Regions from separate parts of the Triticum aestivum genome. Here region 1 is linked to region 2. A link is a contact called in public Hi-C data. All regions are on one chromosome and are shown on one strand. The core of a region is the stretch at or near the end of the contact, and the rest is flanking DNA. Distances in the headings are between cores, read along the strand shown.

The links. A called contact is a pair of places that touch in the nucleus more often than the background predicts.
Region 1: a Hi-C map of leaf shows a contact between it and region 2, with 5 times the contacts expected there. The contact joins the promoter of LOC123119532 here to the promoter of LOC123119529 in region 2. A contact is called at or near these places in 2 of 5 Hi-C or Micro-C datasets (both in leaf).

What each region holds. Positions count from the first base shown.
Region 1 is chr5D:73,056,990-73,059,689 of IWGSC CS RefSeq v2.1, forward strand. LOC123119532 (wall-associated receptor kinase-like 14) reads right to left here and starts at 1,413. Exons shown (of 4, transcript XM_044539368.1): 1 at 345-1,413. The coding sequence starts at 1,161.
Region 2 is chr5D:72,773,420-72,776,119 of IWGSC CS RefSeq v2.1, forward strand. It overlaps LOC123119529 (syntaxin-51), which reads right to left and starts at 1,417. Exons shown (of 7, transcript XM_044539366.1): 1 at 1,212-1,417.

The DNA.
Region 1 (2,700 bases), core at 163-2,662, 280 kb after region 2:
CGTGATGATTGTTTGATTTAATCCAAATGCTTTAACAAATATAATTAAGATTTACAGATTTTTTCAAAGAAGAGATTACTAGACAACCCGCAAAAAAAACGTGTCTGAAATCTTTTAAGAAAGTGGAGTAGCCGTCTAGTTTGAGTTGCCTAGTGTGAACTATGAGATTGGATTATGTCGCGCATGATTGATCGCAGGCACGACTTGTGAGTGCAGTTGACGTGGCGCACAGCGGCACCGGGACCCACCCAGTAATGGAACGCGAGATATATCGTGGCCTGATCCTTGTGGCCTGTATATCGGAAGTTTTTGGAAGCATTCACAGGTAAGAAGTCAAGACTCACCGAGGTAGCATCCGTCGCCGGCCAAGAAGCCGTCGCCCTCCATCCCCGCCACGCACCCGCACCGGTGCCCCAACTCCCCGCTAGGCGTTTTTACGTCGGTGCACGACGCGTTCGCCGCGCAACGCTCGCCCCCGCCGGCGCCGCACGTCCCGTTGAGCCACCAGCCGAGCTCGGCCACGCCGAACTCCAGCGTAGCCGTCCCCTCCGCCGTGAGCACGAACACCGTGGAGGTCAGCACGTCGTCGCACTTTTGCTTCTCGACCTTCTCCCACCGCAGAAACTGGCCATGCACCGCCGCGGTGGAGTTTGGCGGAGCGGAAGCGACGCACGCCACAGCGGCGGGCGAGGTGTCGCTGCCGAGGCCGGTGCACTGCGCCGTGCGGAGCAGCCTTGACATGACGTCCACGGGCACGCTGCATCCGCCGCCGGCCGACGCGTTGATCCCGCTGCAGCCGCCGCGGAGGAAAAGACCGGTGCGAGACGACACGCCGTAGTTGCCCCCGGAGAGCTCCCTCTTGGCCTCGGGGACGCTGCGGCTGCACGACGGCGGGAGGCCGACAACGACGGTGGAGGTGTTGGAGTTGAAGGCTATCACGCGGTACGTGGTGCCGTTCTCTCCTATGTATGGGAGGATCGGCGTGGATATGCTGGCGTCGCAGAACAGCGGGATGGGGCAGCCGAGGGAGAAGCCAAAAGGGTAGGGAACGGTGGTGCTGCCACACCGGCGGCTGCACCGGTCGCCGGAAGCTGCGGCGGCGGAGCAGCTGGTTTCATGGGGAAGCAAGACAGCAAGGAGCAGGACGACGAGACGGCGCATCTCGTACGTACCTGGAGATTTGTACCAACTCGAGCTTGCAATTTCAGGGAGAGAGAGATAGAGAGAGATTTTGGTAGGTGCAGTTGCTTGTTTGAATGGGTTGTAGGTGAGCTCGACTCGTCGGGACAAGATGGTCAAGCAGAACAGTCATGAATACTGTTAGCATTTTCTTCATATCTTCTTCCAAAAAATATATTTAGAGTCGATTCTCTTTTGACTGTATCAGTAACAGAAACTTGATTTTCAACTATTAGCACGCAAATAATCTTGAATATACACATCTTTTTGCTCTGTCGTGGGCTCCATGCAAATATTTACGTATTCCCATCGATTACCCAAAACTTCGTAACAGAGACGGAAAAGAATATCGAAGATCGTTCTGTTTTCGAGACAGCTCACCACTCATGGCAAGTGGTTCGAAGATTTACCCGCAAAAAAAAAGTGGTTCGAAGATTGTTTTGAGAAGCGACTTATGAGCGAGCCTGCTGAAATCGATCATATCGTGGACGATTAATGTTGGTTAATTCGGGTTTGAGTAGTCTACATATTTCTTTTTGACCTAAAAACCATAGAACATTGTTCTATGTTAATTTTCATTAATATTAAAAAAATGTACAAACAAGAAAAGACTAGAATTCCCTAAAAATTAGTCTACATATTTTTATGACGTTCTTTCTAGAATTCCCTATAAAAGACTAAGGCATCCCTAGGATCACATTTTCTTTTCGGAATCACTAAAAGCTGACCGTCGAATGCGTTAATTGATGTCGGATTTTCAGCATGGATCTTGACGCAAAGTTAGCTCCTAAAACATGCCGTGGTTTTAGTTTAAATTATTTTGAGGAGTAGCTATTAATGAAGGATGATATTTGGGAGGAAAAAAATGGCTAGACGACACCCTGTTATCTGCTCGGTACATGAGGATTTTCAGTATTGTTTGCAATAAGCAAGGAAGCAGCAATTCAGCTCCTGAGCTCATCTACTCCCTTGCGTGAATAATAAAATTAAAAAATACCAGAAAATAAAAAAAATCTGAATTTTGTTGGCATGAAATATATTCGAGTGCATGATGTCCGTGCCAAATTTGATGATGTTTTGATATTTGGGTAGGTCTCAGGAAAAAAGGGTTTATGAGAAAGTTTATTGTTCACACATTGTTAGGACCGATTTTGTCTTCTTTTCCATGAGCTACTCAGATGTCCAAGTTCACACATTATTATTATTATTATTATTATTATTATTATTATTATTACTATTATTATTATCATCATCATCATCATCATCATCATCATCATCATCATCTGAATTAATAGTTTATTGTTCACACATTGTTAGGACCGATTTTGTCTTCTTTTCCATGAGCTACTCAGATGTCCAAGTTCACACATTATTATTATTATTATTATTATTATTATTATTATTATTATTATCACCATCATCATCATCATGATCATCATCATCATCATCATCTGAATTAATATTGCAAACTTGAAACAAATACTCATTTATTACAAAAATAATAAAAATACTCAAGTACTT
Region 2 (2,700 bases), core at 167-2,666:
TATGCAAGTTGCATAATTGTCTACAAATGGGTTTTCTCAATCCCCTTTCATTGTCAGTTTGCTGTGACATGGTTCCATGAATGACATGAAAACTGGAAAGGGAAAAGATCCACACAAAGTTTCTCCATTTGCAAGCATCAAGAGATACGATGCAGGAGCAGGAGTATAGGAGGAGGACGATGTCCTCTTCGGCAGCAGAGCAGAAGACGGGGCGAATGCAGAAACATGTAGATTGAGAAGGGTGTGTAAGCTAAAAAGCTAGCAAACTGGTTCCATCAAATTAGCCCCCAGAAGCAAACTGGTTCTGCTTTATTACTATACTATGCAAGTTGTGTAATTATCCACAAATGGGTTTCCTCAGACCCCCTTTCATATTTAACTTTGCTGCGACATGGTTCGATGAATGACATGAAAACTGGAAAGGGAAAAGATTCACACAAAGTTTGTCCATTTGCAAGCATCAAGAGATAAGATGCAGGAGCAGGAGTATAGGAGGAGGACGAAGTCCTCGTCTGCAGCAGAGCAGAAGACGGTGCAAATGCAGAAACATGTAGATTGAGAAGGGTGTGCAAGCTAAAAAGCTAGCAAATGCATGTGCATCATAGTCAACTAGTGGCGCCGTCAAAATTACCCTTTATAAATAAGGTGATTGTGCCTGGAAGTGAACAGCCCAAACAATGAACTGCGATTGGGCAAGAACAAAGTTTCAGCAGATAACAAGCAGGCTCGTAATTTCGCTAACTCCTTGTACAAACTCGATTCGTGTCAATTAATGCAGATTTGGTACTGCAGCTGCTTGCGCAAAGTTGATTTGTATGTTTCCCTTGGATCCTTAATTCCTTATGGAAGCTGAAACCTTTTTCTTGCCCAATCAGAAGAGAACATGCAAGCTGACTTAAGGTGAGTGTGTTTTTCTACAAATTGGTCCATTAATAAGTTCCTAATACAAGACCTAAGCCCCTACTTATACAGATGATACCATTCAGGAACAAAAAGGAAAGATCAATCCACTATCAATTTCTCAGCTCTGAATCTCTAATTCTCTCTCCCTCTCCTGATACATCTATCCCTCTCAATTTCAACTCTCTCGCCCGCCGCATCATGAAAAATCACGAACTCACCCGCCCTAAGAACCTGCCGCGGCGCACACAACAGAACCCTAGAAATTAAGAGAAGGGTGGGAGAAGGAAGAGGAGGAGGGGGGATCTTACCGGCAAGCTGTGGCCGCCGACGTCGCCTCCGGGGTCGCTGCAGCGTGAGAGAGGGAGAGGGGAATTCGCCACGCGCGAGAGGAGAGGGGAGTAGCCGATTGATTGTGAGGCCCCAGCGATCAGCGAAAGGGGGCGAGAGAAACAGGAGAAATGCAGACTTTTTCTATTCTTCAGAGGGATATAAACGACAGGCTCCCATACATCAGTTTTGGGCCAGCTCACGCCTAATCTGCCACCGGGCCCTTCCGCCGGTGGGGTCCACTCGACGGCCAATTCCATTGCCGATTTCGGACTTCTTTCCGTCACGGCAACTGCACCAAATCTCCCATTTTTATCCATGCATCGCACATCATGAAAGCTTACGGACATGGGTGGATGACCGAAATCACGCAATCCAACATGAAAGCTAGGGGGATGTCACGACTGGCAAGGTGAAGCCCGACCACGATGAGGAGGCTGACGACGCCGGCCCACCAACCGAGAAGAATCGCCAGCGGGATGACACGGGCGTGCTGACAGCTGGGCCCGAAGAGTAGCTGCTGAGTGGGCCTGCGTGCCTCAAGAGTGCGTGAGTATTAGTAGGTGAGGATTGGCTCCGCAAAGGGCATCGAGAATTATTGTATCCGGCAGACTGGAAGAGAGAAGCTGTCCTTCTCCTTCCTTCGGCACCCCTTTTCCCCTTTCCCCTTACCAACTCCCTCCTCCTCCTTCCGATCTAGATTGAGTACGTTACAGTTGGTATCAGAAGTCAGAGATCTGGAGACGGCTTACCCCTGCCTGCGTTACGCCACCAAGCAAGCCCTCAAGGCGGCGGCGATGGAGGAACAACTAGCCGCGCTGATTACCTCGATCAAAGAGGGTCAGCCGCCAACGACGCTCGGCTGGACGCGATCCAGCAGTTGCTGGAGTTGTGGCGCCCCGCCGTGACCAATCTTCAGCATCAACTGGACGAGCTTCGTACGCAGGTGGGCAAAATCGCCCTCCACCCCGTCCTCGCCGATCCAGCGATGGCGTCGGGGGATCCGGTGGCGCGCGCGGCGGCTACATCACCAAACGCCGACCCGAGGCACCACGAGCCAAGTGGCCACGGCGAGAGCAGCAATCCCGGGGGCTTGGTACACGGGGTGGTCACCACCCTGGAATCGCCTCCGGTCAAGGGTGCGTTTTCTTTTCCATCTGAGCAGCCTGTTCCTCGTGGGTTGGAGTTGAGTCGTGTTTCTCCCATAGAACAGCATTATGACACGCGGGACACACACCAGCAGTTGCATGTTCACTGGGCGTTGCCCAAACTTGATTTCCCGCAATTTGACAGGGATAACCCGCAATTCTGAAAATCTAAGTGCGAGAAGTATTTCGATGTTTATGGAGTTCATAGAGACATGTGGGTGAGGGTGGCTACGCTGCACTTCACCGGCAACATAGCTAGATGGCTGCAGTTGCAGGAAATGGGTGCAAAATCATTCTCCTGGGATGAACTGTGTGAGGCTGT